2 separate regions of the Sus scrofa genome follow, and region 1 is linked to region 2. The links are chromatin contacts, called in public HiChIP or PLAC-seq maps. All regions are on one chromosome and are shown on one strand. The core of a region is the stretch at or near the end of the contact, and the rest is flanking DNA. Distances in the headings are between cores, read along the strand shown. Region 1 holds the start of POLR2B (DNA-directed RNA polymerase II subunit RPB2). Region 2 holds the start of EXOC1 (exocyst complex component 1).

Region 1 (5,588 bases), core at 289-2,788, 1.0 Mb before region 2:
GTCACTGAAGTGGCTCTAGTTACTGCTGTGGCACAGGTTAGATCCCTGGCCCAGGAACTTGCACATGCCTTGGGCTGGCCAGGAAAAAAAAAAAAATTTAGCTAAAAACACTTTTCTGAGGAGTTCCCATCATGGCTCAATGGGTTAAGAACCCAACAGAGCAGCTGTGAGTTCAATGCCTGGCCATCGAGGATCCAGCACTGCCAGAAGCTGTGGCATAGGTTGCAAATGCAGCTAGGATCTGGCATTGTTGTGCTGTAGGCCAGCAGCTGCAACTCAATTCAACCCCAGCCCAGGGAACTTCCATATGCCACAGCTTCGGTCCTAAAAAGAAAAAGGTATATATTTTTCGGAATTTTTTTTCTGAGATAGCAGTTAAGAAAAAAGAATACAATGATGCTAATAAATTTCTAAATGCAGAATAAAAATGAAACAGAAGCTTAAACGGTAGAGTTTAATTTTTTGCTTCAACTTTCTCTGAGGGAATAAGGAGAAATATGAGGAGTGTCAACGAGATTGGGAGCTAGAAGAAAATGAAGTTTGAAACAATAGCTGTGGAGAATGGAAGAGGAAGCATTAGAGGAGTTCCCACCGTAGCCTAACGAATTGGAGGCGTCTTGGGAGCACTGGAACACAGGTTGGATCCCCAGTCCAGCACAGTGAATTAAAGATCCAATGTTTCCACAGGCGTGGCTTAGTTCGTTAGCTGCAGCTTGGATCTGAGCCCTGGCCTGGGTACTCCAAATGCCGTGGGGCCGCCAAAAAAGAGAGAAAAAAATACATATATGTACATACACACATACATATAACGAAAAAGCGGTACACACTAAAGATGCTATATGTAAAAAGAAAATGAGTATATATTAGCCCTGTTGAGTAAAAAAGTCATCTCTCAAGATAATTTACTTAAGCGGAAAGCAGAGTGAAGGACGCCAAACAAGCCCAATCCCCCCTCCCACCCTGTATTCTCTGCACCGGCTGTATTTGCAGAGCCTAGCACATCGCCCAGCACAAGCTGACGTTCAAACATTCGACTATTCAATAAATCCACTATCTCTGACGTTAAGGGAAGTCGAGGAGCCCTTTGCTTCAGATGAACCCCAAACACCGGTACTGGTCGCAGAAGCCGCCTGCTATTTCAATACGGACGGATGGGGGTGTCACTTTTCCAGAAGCAGCCAGTGGAGACAACAAACGTTATAAATGCTGCGCTCCCCGCCGGTCCACCCTCCTAGTTCGTCCCCGGCCCGGGGATGGAGGGGAAAACGCCTGGGGACCCCGCGCGGCGGGCGGGGAAGAAGGCCTCAAACCCTCGACTCGCCCGGCTCCCACGTTTCCCCCCTCCGACGGTTCGCCGCGCAGTGTTCTAAAGGGTCACCTACCCTCGTCCGCGTCATACATGTTGGCACACGACCCCGGAGCTCCCAATCCTCGAAGTGAAACGCAGGACACCGCCAGCAGCCACCGCCAGCAGGCTCCCCCCGGCCGCAGCGCCAGGCAAAGTGATTTCCGTTTCCGGCGCTCCCAGAATATCCTGCGGCTCCCGCGAAACCCCGCCCACAAAGAAGCCGCCGTAAGGTTTGCGCCTGCGCGAAAGTAGGCTAAGGCCTGCGAAAGGTTAGTGCTACACATGCGCAGTTTGGGGGTTGACTCTTCTGTGGCTGCCCCGCGGGGCCGCGTCACAGCTACCGAATGAAGTCTTGTTTTGCAATGTTGTTGCACAAATAGTAGCCCCTGGAGACAATAAGATTTGTTAATAAAAGGATGTAGTTGTGCTTTATTTTTTCAGTTGCAAAAACTTTAAAAAAAGTTTTGAAAAATGACTACTCTGTACATCAACTATACCTCAGCTTTGTTAAAGTTTAAAAAGTGCGATTTCTGGAGTTCCCGTCGTGGCTCAGTGGTTAACGAATCTGACTAGGAACCATGAGGTTGCAGGTTCGATCCCTGGCCTCGCTCATTGGGTTAAGGATCCAGCATTGTCGTGAGCTGTGGTGTAGGTCCCAGACGCGGCTCGGATCTGGCGTTGCTGTGGCCCTGGCGTAGGCCGGCAGCTACAGCTCCGATTCAACCCCTAGCCTGGGAACCTAATGGTAAAAAGACCAAAAAAAAAAAAAAAAAAAAGTGCGATTTCTGAGCTGCAGGCAGCAGCCGAAGCCCGACCAAAGCCTCACTCGCTGGCTGACCTAGCCAACCCCGCCGAGCCCGGACCTCCCGTGCCTTTAGCTCCGCCTTAGGTGGGTTCTCGGGCCTCAGCGGCTTCATCGCGAGATCTCACGAGATGCGATCGGGAGGAGGAGCCGAAGGGCGACGCTGACCAATGACAGCTCTCTGGTCGTCCCAGGCTTTTTCCGGTTTACCAAGCAGCTGGGGCCGCAGTGCGCGTGCAAACCCGTGGCCTGCGCTTGGCCCGCGCCCACGTGCCCATGCCGCCCGCGCGCCTCGCTCCTAGGCTGCTGTGCGGCCTCCTGCGAGGTGGCTCTCCCACGGCCAGGCGCCTTGGTCTCCGGGACGCGCTCCTGGCAAACCGGTGGCCCGCCCCTGGCCCGCGCCCGCGTTTCCATGCTGCCCACGCGCCTCGCTCCTAGGCTGCTGTGCGGCTTCCTGCAGGGAGCCTCTCCCACGGCCGCGCGCCTTGGTCTCCAGGACGCGCTCCTGGAGAGGAGATGTGCGGCCAGCCTTTCATCCCAGCGCCCGTGGGCCCTGGGCCGGGGGCGTTCTCGGTACCGGACTGCGACTGGGGGCAGCGAAGGAAGGGCCGACCTAGAGGAGAGTTTTCTGTTCCCCGAGTACATCCCGGAGCCGGAGCCCGCACCGACCCTCCAAGACCAGCTACGAGAGGTGCAGCAGCGGCAAGAAGAGAACGAACGACAGATGCAGCAGCGGCGGGAGGAGCGGCGCCAGCAGAAGCTCCGGGCCGCTCGGCGGGTGCAGCGGGCGCAGCCGGTCGTGGGGCACCCGGACCCGACGGTGGCACCCAGCGGCCTGAACTGTTCGGGATGCGGGGCGGAGCTGCACTGCCAGGACCCCGGCGTGCCCGGCTACCTGCCCAGCGAGAAGTTCCTCCGCGCGGCGGCGCAGGCGGACGGCGGGCTGGCGAGGACGGTGTGCCAGCGCTGCTGGTTGCTGGTGCACCACCGGCGCGCCCTACGCCTGCAGGTGAGTCCCGAGAAGTACCTGGAGCTCGTGAGCGCCGCGCTGCGGCGGCCCGAGCCCGCCCTGGTGTTATACATGGTGGACCTGCTGGATCTGCCCGACGCCCTGCTGCGCCACCTGCCCGCGCTCGTGGGCCCCAAGCAGCTGATCGTGCTGGGGAACAAGGTGGACCTGCTGCCCCAGGACGCCCCCGGATACCGGCAGCGCATCCGGGAGCGACTGTGGGACGACTGTGCCCGCGTCGGGCTCCTGCCGCCCCCTGGCTCCCGGAGGTCCCAACACCCCGGCCGGAAGCAGCCGCGGGACCAGGCGGAGAAGGCGAACCACTCGGCCAAGTCCCGCGCGGTGCTTAGGGACGTGCGGCTCATCAGCGCCAAGACTGGCTACGGAGTCGAAGAGTTGATCTCCGCGCTCCAGCGCTCCTGGCGCTACCGCGGCGACGTCTACCTGGTTGGCGCCACCAACGCTGGCAAGTCCACCCTCTTCAACACGCTCCTGGAGTCCGATTACTGCATCGCCAAGGGCGCTGAGGCTATCGACAGGGCCACCATCTCCGCTTGGCCTGGTGAGACTTAGGGCGCCGCCCACCCCCTTGGTTTTCCGAAAAGCGAGAGGTCTGATGGTGGTTAAGCACTTAGCACTCCTTCCTTCATGTCCACCAGAGGCTGGAGCCTCCCCTTTAAACCTCCCCTACCTACTTGGGTCCTATTTCTCTTCCCTGTCAGCTTAGCGCTTGGAAATTCGGTATATGTTGCACTAACTTTCCAACAAACATAGGGGAGTACGTCTGTGGTCTGGTCTCTCTGTAGACCAACCCGAAGACAACGCCCCGTGTACTCCCGGAGGTTTCCCTCGTAGCTTTAGTTCTTTGTATGTTGCTCTGTTTAATCCTTTTACTTTCTAAACCTCCCTCCTCTGCTCCGGTCTTGCTTGAGTTTATTCAGGAGATCTGTACACTGTGCACATTTAATATCTGAATAATTCACTAATGCAACGTGATGTGTGGCTTTGTTGAGGAAAATGTCAACTGTGTGATTTGGGGGAGATGTCTGTAGTCCTTGCAAAATGGATCCTTGTGTGACCCTGTTTGTATCTAGCAGTTGGCAAAATGAACTACTTGTTACTTTGAAACTAGGATTTAACTTTGCTTGATAAGCTGTACTTCTCTATCCTGTACGCTGGTTGATTGATACACAGAAGTACTTTTACACTAGTTAGTAGAATGTAGAAGATGGAAAAAGATTAGGCCTGTAGATGTGGGATTCAAATCCTGGCTGATCCTGTTAGCCAATCTCTGAGCCTGCTTTCTCATATGTAAAGTAAAGATAATTTTGGAGAGGGTTGTCATGAAAATGAATAGAAGTAATCACAGTACACAAGGTGGGGTACACCCTCATAAATTGTTTCTTCTGTTTTCTTGTATGATGTTTATAACAACATATTTATTCTTTGCTGTTTCAGGTACTACATTAAACCTTCTAAAGTTTCCTATTTGCAACCCAACTCCTTACAGAATGTTTCAAAGGCAAAAAAGGCTTAAAAGAGATGCAGTTGAAGCAGAAGAAGATCTTAGTCAGCAAGAACAAAATCAACTTAATCTCTTAAAAAAGCATGGTTATGTAGTAGGTAAGCATATTCTATAGGGAAACTCTTGTTGGGTCCATATTAAATTTTTTTGTTGAACAGCCTGAACTACTGCTCTCTGTGACTGGCCACGTTTGTGGGGAGAGACCACTTGCTCATTTCAGAATGCAGAGGCCCTTTAGAGGCAAGGCTACTCTTTGGAAAATCAAGATAGTACGTGCTTGGAGAAATCCAGTAAAGACCTGGCCATTGTTAGTAGTAGAGGCATTTCCCCTCAAATCTGGCCCCACCTTGCAGACTGGTACAGGCTGTTGAGCTGTGGCGGCTTTAACTGCATTATCACCTTCTCCTTGGTATCTTTTTTCAGCTTTTCTCTCCTAACATCAGTTTGGTTTCCTGCACTCTTCCCCTCCACAACTCCCTCCCCCCCAGTGTGCACAGCCAGCCACACACACTTGATCATTACAAGACTCTGACTCCCACTGACTTTAGAAATAAAGCAGAACTATCGTTGTAACCCCACTTCCATATATGAAGTTCCTCTTATGACTTGTTCCAGGCAAACATAAGAATTGTCTCAAGTCCAAAGCTGTAAAGGAGTAACTCCTGACTTCAGTATACTTGTTCTAGGGAGAGTTGGAAGGACCTTCTCATGCTCAGAACAGAAGGAGGAAGCTGCCTTTGAGTTCGATGCCAATTCTCTTGCCTTTGACATGGGCGATGATCCTGTTATGGTTGCTGATAAACCCACCAGACGCATAGAACTGACCCCACAAGATGTGAAAGATGCCCGCTGGTTTTATGACACCCCCGGAATTACCAAAGACAACTGTGTATGTATTTAATGT
Region 2 (5,856 bases), core at 1,469-3,968:
TCTGTTCATCAATCTCCCAAAACTGTCTTTTGGCTCCACTCTCTAGGGCTACCATTTGCCACTTAAGAAGGCCTCATATTCACGTTCACTGAGTTCGTTACAAATATTGAAATCCAATCAAAGCTAAATTTTCAATGCTGTTCAGCAATTCCTTAACACTTCCTTTGAAGATTCATTTGCTTTTCTATCTCCAGGCTCTTGTTCATGCAATTTCTTCTTCCTGCAATTCTTTTAGCCCCTGGGAAATTCCAACTCATCCTTAAGATACCACTAAAATGTCACCTCTTCCATGAAGTAGTCACACACTCAAAAAGAATAAATCCTAGAGTTCCTGTCGTGGCGCAGTGGTTAATGAATCTGACTAGGAACCATGAGGTTTCGGGTTCGGTCCCTGCCCTTGCTCAGTGGGTTAACGATCCGGCGTTGCCGTGAGCTGTGGTGTAGGTTGCAGACGCGGCTCGGATCCCGAGTTGCTGTTGCTGTGGCTCTGGCGTAGGCCAGTGGCTACAGCTCCGATTAGACCCCTAGCCTGGGAATCTCCATATGCCGCGGGAGCGGCCCAAGAAATGGCAAAAAGACAAAAAAAAAAAAAAATAAAAAAAAAAGGATAAATCCTTTTCTACTTCTCTAACACTTCCCCTCCAGTCTGCTAACACAGAACTTAAAAACCATATGGTCTAGCCAGTTGTATTGTCTCCCCCATTAAAAGTGTTTCCTTGGAGGCAAGGATCATGCCTCATTCATCTTGGTACTACTAGAACTTGGGAAAGACATAGCAGGCATTTAATAAACTAAGGAGTTCTCACTGCGACGCGGTGGGACTGGCAGTGTTTCTGGAGTGCTGGGATGCAGGTTCGATCCCCAGCCCAGCACCGTGGGTTAAGGATCAGGCATTGCTGCAACTTCGGCTGGGATCTGATCCTTGCCCAGGAACTCCATAGGCCATGGGATGGCCAAAAAAGAATAAATAAATAAACCAAAATAATAGAACCAAATAACATGACAACTAAAGCATTCTGCTGACTTCATCTACACATAATTTGTCCTTTCTGTTCCTACTGCCAACACACCAACCCTGATTCACTTCAACTATATCTATTTAACACTACAACATTTGGTTTTTTCTTTGCAAGCTTCCACATTCCCAAAACTCTCAACAAATAATACTAGAACATAGCTTTCATCACAATATGGTCTTGCTCAAAATTTTCTTAATGTTCCCAAATACAAACCTTCCACTCCAAGCCCTCTGTTCATTCTGGTCTTTAAATCTCTGCTTAGGTGCTTTTCCATGGAGTGAGTATAACCATAATTATACTTCATGGTTTTTATGAAGTTGATTCAATAAGGATCTTAATCCAAATTCATCTCTCAACTGCTAAAGCTCTTACTGCATTGCCTACACAATCAAGCACTTGCTACCTAACTGGTTCATAAACTCACAAGCTCCTGGACCTCAAGAACCCTCCTGAAAGAGAGAGGGCTTAGGGGCAGGCATAGCTCTATGTTCTTTCTTAGTAGGAACTGAAGGAGTACCTCTTCAGGTAACCTGAACTGGACAGTAAATCCATGATTACATGGATGACTCATAGGGGCTAGCATTGACCACACAGACCCTCTTTGGTCCAAAGCAAGGACTGACTGCATGGGAAGTGGTAAAACAAGAGGGACTGGGCATGGTTCATAAAGGAGTTAAAGGAGCATAATGAAAAGCGCTATGTGACCCTCATTCGTTCGGCAAATACTGGTGCCTCCTAAGTGCCAGGCACGGTGCTAGCTTACAGCGGCGAATACGACAGACATACCACGAAGACAGGAGAGCCATGCCTCCAATGGCAGCTGCATCCTAAGGGTAGAGTGATTAACTCTCCAGTCTTTACAGGGTTTTTTTTTTTTGTTAGTGGATAAATCATTAGAGGTCCGTCCAAACTTTTCCAGGTGAAAGCACCCACTCTGACAGCGTTCTGGGGAGTCAGCCACAAGATTCTGTGCTGGCTCCTGCTTCCCTAAATCCGGCTGGATCGTTAGTGTGTGATAAACGCCTGGCAGCAAGAGGGCCTTGTCAGCGGGTATGGGTTGGGCCCTGGAGGCTCCTGGACATTTTAGCGCGTGGATTACTGTCCTCCGAAGAGAACGCGAGGCACGGAGACGGGGAAGTGCACTTAAGAGACTAAGAAGAAAGCGGGGATTTGAACCCAAAAGGGAAAGGCACTGCCGCGCCCCCTCTCCGGACCCACAGTGGGGAGCGGACGGTCAGCGCTGTCTCGCACTGAAATGTGGAGCCCACGGGCGGGACCGGAGAGGGCCGTGAGCACTGCCCTCCCAACCCCAGGGACAGCGAGGTTGAGGGTGCGCGGCTGGACCCTGCGCCTCGCCCAGGCCGGTTAGAGAAGAGGGTCTGGCGGGAGGGACGGCAGCGGTACCCAATCGGGGCGCCGGGCCGGCAGCAGGACCCAGGACCCGCCGCACCCCTCGGCGTCCTCCGGTCCGCCCGTCTGCCGCCGGCACTGCTGGACTCCGCCGCCGAAGGCTTACCGCAAGGCCGGACGAGCCCGGCGATGCCCAGGCAGGTCCTCCAAGACCACGACAAGACGGGGCCCCCGCGGACCCGCTACTCGGACGCGCCCCTCAGCTGAGCGGCCAGCGGAAGGAGGCCTTCTGTCCCCACTTCCCGTTTCCGGGCACCTGACGCGCCTCCACGCCGGAAGTGGGCAGGAAGAGAAGAAAGGAGACGCGGCGGGGGCCCGGGGAGGGGGTGGGGCCAGTCTCGCCGGAGGGGCGCGTCCAGGGCCGGCGGGGGCGGAGCCTCATCGCCTGGCAGCTGACTGAGGACCTGGGGGCTTGGTGCTACCTGTTACTTTTTCTTGAACAGTTACTGATTCAGCTCTGCTCTTGATTTAAGAAGAGATCCGATTAAATGTGTCCGTTTTTGTACATGTAAAGCTCTGTTAACTCTAGATACTTGCTATTCGTAGCATGGAGTTTAAGTTAAATCAGAATTGGTGCGGTTGATTAAAAACGTGGTCCGTGGACCAGCTGCTTGGGTATCAACTGGGCTTCTTTAGAAAATACAGCCTCCCCAGCCTACTTCAGATCTGCTAAATGGGAATCTGCCTCTTAACAAGGTGACGCCTGTGTTCATTTAAGTTTGAGAAGCCCAGATTGCCAATGTTGCTGGTTTCAAGGCAAGTGACTTATTCCATATTCTTGGCACTTATACCATATTCTTGGCACCTGTTTGATGCCAGGCACTTTGATCCAGGTGTGGAGGTGGTTGGGGCATGAATTACACCCTGAAGAAGTTTACAGTGTGGTAGGGCCAAACAAAATAGACACAAATACATATACAGCAAGACCAAACAGGGCACATAAAATGTGCCAGTAATTCAAAGGAGTGATTTCTTTGCTCTAGTTGCAAACAGTCCTTTGCAAGGATTCTGCAGGGACCCCTTCATGCAAGTATTCTTTTATTTTACAAAGAGTGTCACCTCAATGCCAGGCGCTGAGTTAGGTGCTGGAGCTACAAAGACAGGGATCCCACTAAAAAGAGGGCTCACTGTGATTGGGGAGGTGATTAAACAGATGGATAAAGTACAGCCTAGTAAGGTAAACCAAACAACAAAAGAAGAAAATCTTAGGTGGAAAATGAAACAAGACCGAAAAAAAAAAAAAAAAAAAATCTGCATAACCCAGCCAAATCCAGACTTGCAGACTCCTTCTTATACAACAGGCCCATGTAATGAATGAATTCCTAAAGCCAAGATAGCCCAGAGGCCACAGACTACATGGTTCAACAAAACGACCCCTGTCTATAAAAGACCAAGCACTCCCCTGTGGTGGTGGTGGTGGTGGGGGGGTCCTGAGCCTTGCCTGCTCAGAGCTCCTGATCAATCTGTTGGTAAATAAACACTGCTTGCAATCTCATTGCTCTGGCTTCTGCCTCATTCTTCCCCACTGTTCAAATGGAAAAAAAGAGATAAATTACCATGGGAATGCAGAAGAGGGAGTAACTCACTTTGCTGAGATTGAATCACTGAGAAAGGGATAAGCTGTGCAAAGATAGAATTTGGTGGGAGAACAGCAAGGATAGTAGGGACTCATTTGCTACCGAGATCAATATGCTCCAGGCAGTGCTACTTGAAATGCTTTCCAGTTCCACTGAATGACTTCCCTTTTAGAGCAGGATCTGATCTAGTCGAATCATCCTAAAGACCTCTTAGATCCTTCCAGCTTGGGCCCAGAAGCTTACTGTGGACACCCTTTCTATGACAATTGTGTGTGCTGTTTTGTCCTATTATCTTTGGTTTTGTTTAGTTTTAAACCTATTTGCAGCCCTCAACATTGGGAAATGAATCACTTTTCAGAATCCCAGCCTTCTTCCCTAAACTCCAGATCTTTGTGTCCACTGCCTCCCCAACATTTCCACCTGGATATCTGTGAGGCATCTCAAACTTCACTGGACCTTCTAAGAAGCTTCATGAGTCAAAACTGTCCACTGAAAGTGAGAATGGAAGAAACGATTATCAGCTCCTGTCCACCTTTTTTTTTTTTTTCTTTTTTAAATGGCCTCATCTGTGGCATATGGACGTTCCCAGGCTGGGGGTTGGAGCTGCAGCTGCCAGCCTGTGCCACAGCTACTGCAATGCTGGACCCAAGTGGCATCTCTCACATGCACCACAGGTTGTGGTAATGCCAGATCCTTAACCCACTGAGTGAGGAGAAGGAATGAACCTGCATCCTCATGGATACTAGTCAGATTCTTAACCCACTGAGCCACAACAGGAACTCCTGTCCACCTTTGATCAAAGGTTGCTACCCCTGGCCATGAACTACCCGATCTTCCCCAGATGTGCAGTCATGAGTGCTGAGCTGACCCCACACCAGAGAAGCCCTGCAGCAGGAAGAGGAGAGGGGCCTTCATGTTGGACTTGCCCGGAGTTTACCAAACTCTGTTTAGAGCAGGCTGCTGCCACAGTGGAGGGAAGAAGAGGCTGAAAGGATTGGAAGTGGTGACAGAAGTTGCCCAGGTGGTGTCCATTTCATCTCACTCTTGGTACCGCTCATATCTGCTTGGCCCTGGTTAAGTCTAGTTCTTCACTGAGTCCCCTTCAAGGTGAGGCCCACCCACGATCTCTGTAAAGACTTCATATAGTAGAGTTAGTGGAACAAGCTTCCTCCCTGCCACTGCACTGAGGCCAGGATGTGCGGTCTGGTCACTCAAGGTGGCTGTTCTCTTGCTGTCTCTACATCCCTGTCTCCACCAGTGCCTGCTTCCCCTGCGGCCACTCCCAGAACTGACCTTCCTACACACATGCCTCAGGCCCCTGTTAGTCCCCAGTCTCTTTAAAGGGGTGTGAGGGACGTGTCCCTCTGCTGGTTTCCCTGGTAACCCTTGAGCCAGTCTGACCTCAAATTGCCCATAACCGATTCTCCCCCCTTGTCCCCTGGGAGTGCAGCCTGCTATCCTGTCTGCATGGTCTGTGCACACGCTGCCGTGTCCCCCCAGGACCCTGCTTCGGACATGTAAGCTCCCCCATCTGCTGAAGCTGGATGTCTCTGCTGTTGACTCTGGGCTCCTTGAAGCTGGGCAAGCACAGGCCTTGCAGGTCTGCGTGGTGCCGCCAAGACCAGACCGTGCTTGCTTTGGTGGACCTCTCCTCTTCCATGCATTCTAAACTCTTTCGCCCTTGGCCAGCCATCGCGATCCAGGTGGTTTCCTCAAGGAGGTAACCCACACCTTCAGCCTTTGTTTTCCTTTGCTTGTGTGGTTGGGCCACCACTGTGTAATGGCCTCTTATCCTTGGGTACAGAAACACCCAGGTAAGCCCTGGCTGAATTCCTTGGATTCCAGGTTTT

Evidence for each region. HiChIP or PLAC-seq counts read pairs in DNA pulled down with a chosen protein or histone mark.
Region 1: a contact with region 2 is called in an H3K27ac HiChIP or PLAC-seq map of alveolar macrophages. The contact joins the promoter of POLR2B here to the promoter of EXOC1 in region 2. A contact is called at or near these places in 1 of 5 promoter capture datasets (liver) and 1 of 2 datasets of contacts at active chromatin or transcription factors (alveolar macrophages).

What each region holds. Positions count from the first base shown.
Region 1 is chr8:56,228,680-56,234,267 of Sscrofa11.1, reverse strand. POLR2B (DNA-directed RNA polymerase II subunit RPB2) reads right to left here and starts at 1,538. Exons shown (of 25, transcript XM_003129037.5): 1 at 1,383-1,538. The coding sequence starts at 1,401. It overlaps LOC100621115 (nitric oxide-associated protein 1-like), which reads left to right and starts at 2,086. Exons shown (of 7, transcript XR_002346682.1): 1 at 2,086-3,721; 2 at 4,618-4,782; 3 at 5,371-5,573.
Region 2 is chr8:55,186,228-55,192,083 of Sscrofa11.1, reverse strand. It overlaps EXOC1 (exocyst complex component 1), which reads right to left and starts at 2,718. Exons shown (of 19, transcript XM_003356946.4): 1 at 2,536-2,718.